2 separate regions of the Sus scrofa genome follow, and region 2 is linked to region 1. Evidence: chromatin contacts called from public HiChIP or PLAC-seq data. All regions are on one chromosome and are shown on one strand. Each heading gives the region's core, a stretch centred on a gene start, on an enhancer-like site or on the middle of the called end of the contact. The rest is flanking DNA. Distances are from core to core; before and after follow the strand shown. Region 1 overlaps ALOX5 (arachidonate 5-lipoxygenase). Region 2 overlaps RASSF4 (Ras association (RalGDS/AF-6) domain family member 4).

Region 1 (2,820 bases), core at 264-2,763:
GGCTTTTTAGGCCGCACTTGCGGCATCTGGAGGTTCTCAGGCTAGGGGTCGAATGGGAGCTACAGCTGCCGGCCTACACCACAGCCACAGCAACGCCAGATCTGAACCGCCCCTGCGACCTACACCACAGCTCATGGCAACACCAGATCCTTAACCCACTGAGTGAGCCAGATTTTGAACCTGTAACCTCATGGTTCCTAGTCGGATTCGTTTCCCTTGCACCACGATGGGAACTCCTGGACTGCCAGGTATTTACGAGATCAATGTCATCAGATATTGGAGAAGGTATGGGTAACAGGATATTTTCATATACCATTGGTAGGATTGAAAATTGCTATAAAATTTTGGGAAGGGAATTTTGTCGGTATTTCTTAAAATGAAAAATGCTTAGTTGATCCAGGACTTTGAGTTCTGGAAATTAATCTGATAGTAATTAAAGCACGAGTAATCAAGATGTTTGTACAGAGTTGTTTCTCGCAGCACTGTTTTTTTTTTTTTTTTATTTTCCCACTGTGCAGCAAGGGGGTCAGGTTATCCTTAGATGTATACATTGCAGTTACAGTTTTTTCCCCCACCCTTTCTTCTGTTGCAACATGAATATCTAGACATAGTTCTCAATGCTATTCAGCAGGATCTCCTTGTAAATCTATTCTAGGTTGTGTCTGATAAGCCCAAGCTCCCGATCCCTCCCACTCCCTCCCCCTCCCATCAGGCAACCACAAGTCTCTTCTCTAAGTCCATGATTTTCTTTTCTGAGGAGATGTTCATTTGTGCTGGATATTAGATTCCAGTTATAAGTGATATCATATGGTATTTGTCTTTGTCTTTCTGGCTCATTTCACTCAGGATGAGATTCTCTAGTTCCATCCATGTTGCTGCAAATGGCATGATGTCATTCTTTTTTATGGCTGAGTAGTATTCCATTGTGTATATATACCACTCTTCCGAATCCAGTCATCTGTCGATGGACATTTGGGTTGTTTCCATGTCCTGGCTATTGTGAATATCGCAGCACTGTTTTTAATACCAAAACCAAATACACCAAAATGTATTTCCCAATATAAATATGTTCCCAATATACAAATGGGAAACAAGCTGAATGTCCATCAATAGGAGAATGGCTGAATAAGCTCTGGTACCTTCATGCAAAGTGAGAACTATGTGGCAACTTAAGGGCGAGGGAAACAGTGAGATGACGCACACACATGAGATTAACAGGAATGAAGATGTCTCAAGGAGTGAAGTGGGTCCATGGTGTGGGGAGAGAACCACTCAGGAATGGCTCTACGGTGAAACTTGGCAGGACCCCTTTCGAAAACAATCGGCGATATTTAGAAAACTTAACATGTGGTCTGCAAACGTGCATGTCTACTCTCGGGATGTTCCCAGTGTACCTCTTTCACAGGAGCACCAGGAGACCAGCCGTGTAAGGAGGCTCTCAGCCGGGCAGTTGTAATGGACAGAAAGTAAAGACAGCCCACACGTCCACCAGGGGGCAGTGGGAGGGCACAGCGGTTGGTCACACGACAGTGCGCTGTACAGAAGCTACAATGAATGGTCAACACTTATCTGTGTCAACCGGTTGTTCTTCGAAACAGAACAAGTGAAAAAAGCAAGTCAAAGGATGATTAGATTAAATGATGTAGATGAAAATCCATCACACCATATATCATGTGTGTGTGTGTGTGCCCGCCACACAGGAATATGCAGTCGCAGTGAGCGGACATGAGCACTGGGTTACAATCTGTGTGAGGGTCTCCTTCTCCTTCCCTGGCTGGTTGTGTGGTGAGAGCCAGCTGGGCTTGTCAACTTCTGACATACGGGAAACTATTCTTAGTTGTGACTTGACTTCCAAGCTGTGATCTGGAAGCCTGAGAGTCCATGTGAAAGAGGAACTAGAAGAATATGCAGACGTGACAAGTTCAGTGTTTCCTGAACGGAAGCAAAGGAAGAGGTCTGAAAAGGACAGATGAGTAGGAGGAAGAAAAGATGGCAATTAGATTTATCTCACCAGAAAACCCCCTGCCCCATCTCCTTAAACCCTGCTGAAAGTCCCATCTCTGTAGAACAAACACACCACTGAACCAACCTCTCTCTGGGGGAGGGGTATTTCCCAGATAAGGCTGCACACAGCATTCGTTCTGCAGGACTTTAAGAGTCAAGCTCTTTTGGGAAACACTGGATTAAAACCTTTTTTTTTTTTTTAAACCAGGGTCCATTACCCCAGAACTTCTCCGAATCTTTAGTGTTTATGTGCATTGGGAACCTCTAAGTGGGGGGATGCAATATAGTTTCCCAAACTTCACTATGGAGAGAAAGTTTTGGGACCAATGATCCAGGGCACACTTTGGAAAATACTGGGTTAAGGCAACATGCCTGCAGAGCTGATTTAATTTATCAGCCATTAAGGTCTTAGTCTGAATTAGTGGAACTGATAGGACTCGCTGTCCACTCTCTTAACAGGAAACAAACTAGCCTGATTCTCTGAAATCTGTTTAACATTACCACAATCTAGGACTCCGTCCTTCCAAGGCCAGCAGCACAGAGAGTGCTCACTGGAGGGACTTTGCCACGGGTGGCTGAAGTGGGGTAGGAAAGTCGAGAAAGGGGCATATGAACACCAACCTTTAGGATGGGAGGGGGCGGTGCAGAGCTCTTGACAATGCCTTGGGCACTGCATCAAGCACAAAGGTCTAAAACATCAATAAGGGAGTTCCCGTCGTGGCGCAGTGGTTAACGAATCCGACTAGGAACCATGAGGTTGCGGGTTCGGTCCCTGCCCTTGCTCAGTGGGTTAACGATCCGGCGTTGCTGTGAGCT
Region 2 (2,700 bases), core at 119-2,618, 220 kb after region 1:
GCGATGGGGCCGAACATGGCTTCCCCAAGCCACTGCCCAAGAGTTCCTGGACAGTTCCTGGACTCTCAGCTACCTGGGCAGCAGCCTTTCAGTGCCATAGGAGTCACCTCCTCCATGTGTTCAAATTGTCACATTTCTTGCAGCTAGCTCCTCACAAGAATTTCTTCAGGTCTAGCTGAGGAAGTTCTGAGTGAGTGCTGCAGACAGAAGATGGGCTTCTGGTGGCCTTATTCCTGGTCTGACCTCTGCCTCCAGGGTGCTGGGCTATGTGAGGCTCATGGAGTGACACTGGAGGCTTGAGGGCCAGGTATTCCTGGTGAAGTGATGGTTGGGAGCATTGCACACCACACCTGCTGGCAGCCCTCTCTTTTCCCAGCAGAGTTTCTGAGTGGCAGCATGAGGTGAGGGCAAACAGGGGTCCAGTGGTTCACATGCTTGGTGAGGATTAGGGCTGGCAGTTCTTCAGAAGCCCTGGGCTGGGCACTGAGAAAGTAGATGGTGCCCAGAAGCTCCATCCCCAGAAGCTATGTCACATTCTGTTCTCCTAAACAGGAGAGGTGTGGCGTGAACAGGACTGGCCAGGCCATCCAACTACATAATGGCCCATGTCACAGCTTCAGGGCTGCTCACAGCTCAGGGTAGTCTCACATGCAGACCCCACCCAGCAAGTTCCTGGCTCCTCAGGCTTGAGTCTGGGCCCTGTGAGTGTTCACCTTGGGGCCAAGAGCCAGGAACATGGGCCCCACAGTACCCAGGCAGGTGGACAGGTAGAAGCACTGGTGCTGCGCTCCTCAGCTGGTGTGACCAATCAGGGCCCAGCCATCAGCACTTAGGGTGCACTGGCTCCTGGGAGAGGCTGGCGCTGGTGGGCTACTTGGCTTCTACCAGCTGCTCCAGGCGCTGGAGCATGGTCAGACGCAGGGCTTGGAACCTGGAGGAAGACACAGACAAGAGGACTCACTGATAGCTGGCAGGGACAGGGAGCGGGGAACAGAGCAAGGGAGCACACAGATGCTGGCCCTGGACCCACTGCTCCTGACTGGCTGATTAGCAGCCACCATCTCTCCCCTGCCAAGGATAGGGAAGAGGCAGGCCCATATCTGGCAGGCCCACTGGCTTTGAGGAACAGTCAGCAGCAGACTCTGTTAAGCTTCAAAGCAGAATGCCACCATTTCTATTCCAAAGATTCTCCAGTATGAACAGGGCCATGCCGGAGTGGACAGGGGTATGCTGGAGAAGTCAGGATGGCAGCACAGGGATCAGGAAGCCTGTATTTAAGCCCTAGCTCTGCAATCATGTGATGTGGCCTCCTTGCTCATCTTGGGCCACTATTTCCTCTCTGTACTCTGAATAGACTGATCAGGTGACGCCCAGGATCTTTCCAGCTACAGTGATGCTGCTGACTGCACATGGACTGTTTCCTCTGATCGAGGTCTCCGTTGACTGCCGGAAGGGGGCTTGACTGCCCAGACAGAAGCCTGGGGGGCCTGTGGCTTTCTAAGAATCCTGCAGCCAGAAGCCAGAATGTGAACCAGTCCCCCGACCACAGGCCCTCACAGTGAGAGGCCTCTCTCCTTCCCTTCCTAAGAGGGACCCTGATATCTGCAGAGGGAGAGACAGATTATCTGGATGTGCAATCTGGTTAACCTCACACAGCTGGGCCCTGGCTCCCCAGGAGCCAGCAGGTGACACCTGCTCACCTTTCCATTGAACTGGTCCCCTGCACCTGAAAACCTCAGCTGGTGTAGGTAGTTCTCATAACTAATTCTCGCTAGTGTGAAAGGCCCAGATCAGGCCAAACGTATGTGCCAAGCAGGCCCCCTCTTTGGTTGTTCCTCCAAAACAGTGTCACCAGCCGAACACACAACCCTGGTTCAGGTCCCACCCGTGCTCCTGCCTGACTCCCCTGCCTGGTTTTCAGCAACCTATGCCCATCCCTTGCTGGTGAGGTTGCTGAGGCTAGATGGGTGGTCTGGGTTGCATCCCGTCACTTGAACAGGCTGTCGCCCCAGTGTCAGTATGGAGCAAGGGGTCAGGGGGTGGTGCTAGGGAGCCAGGGTTAGCAGGCCTCCCTGAGCTGTGCAAGGGCACCTGGCCCACCTGGAAGAGGGGGCTCTCCCAGCCCCGGGGTGCCCTGCCCTATGGACTCGCCCTGACATTCAGACCCACAACTGGCTCTTTCAGTGCTGCTTACTTCATGGTCAGTTTGATTATTTCTCTTTCCTCCTCTTCTTTTAATTTTTCAACAAAACTGTCCAGCACCGGCATTTCAAACTTAATGTACTGAGCGACCTAGAAAATCCAAGAACATTTCAACGTGCTTTAAATTAGAAGCCTAAAATGTGTATCCTTTGCCTCGTGGCTTCCATGGCGGCCGATTCAGCAAGGTCTCAGATCCAAGGAAACGGTTGCCTCTCTCTCCTCCCACCCCCAACACTGCTCTGAGGATGGGTCCATTCTTACCTCAAAGGGAGCTACGCTCCCTGGGAGGAAAGATTAAGCTGAATTTTAGGAAAAGCATTCAATAGTGAGCTGGTCACACTGGGTGTTCTCTGGGGCAGGGGTGGAGATGGTGGGAATGCTATTGTTTCTAACAATGGAATGAAACTACACTGGTCTGTGAATGGCCCCAGGGATACAGGGTCATGGCCTGCTCCTTGAGGTCCACACCCTAGAGGCCTTTTCTTCCAGGGGAATTTG

What was found. HiChIP or PLAC-seq counts read pairs in DNA pulled down with a chosen protein or histone mark.
Region 2: an H3K27ac HiChIP or PLAC-seq map of alveolar macrophages shows a contact between it and region 1. The contact joins two enhancer-like sites. A contact is called at or near these places in 2 of 47 Hi-C or Micro-C datasets (liver and skeletal muscle) and 1 of 2 datasets of contacts at active chromatin or transcription factors (alveolar macrophages).

What each region holds. Positions count from the first base shown.
Region 1 is chr14:90,883,663-90,886,482 of Sscrofa11.1, forward strand. The region is part of intron 3 of ALOX5 (arachidonate 5-lipoxygenase); the gene reads right to left. Among named protein-coding and RNA genes, the nearest start is that of ALOX5, 22 kb to the right of the region's middle. Within about 2 kb of position 1,514, at least 7 of the 83 cell types and tissues checked have an H3K27ac peak or open chromatin away from gene starts, as enhancers often do. A contact at or near this core is called in alveolar macrophages, where this site is marked.
Region 2 is chr14:91,104,098-91,106,797 of Sscrofa11.1, forward strand. It overlaps RASSF4 (Ras association (RalGDS/AF-6) domain family member 4), which reads right to left. Exons shown (of 11, transcript NM_001243337.1): 10 at 2,195-2,292; 11 at 1-931. The coding sequence ends at 871. Among named protein-coding and RNA genes, the nearest start is that of ZNF22, 8.6 kb to the left of the region's middle. Within about 2 kb of position 1,369, at least 11 of the 83 cell types and tissues checked have an H3K27ac peak or open chromatin away from gene starts, as enhancers often do. A contact at or near this core is called in alveolar macrophages, where this site is marked.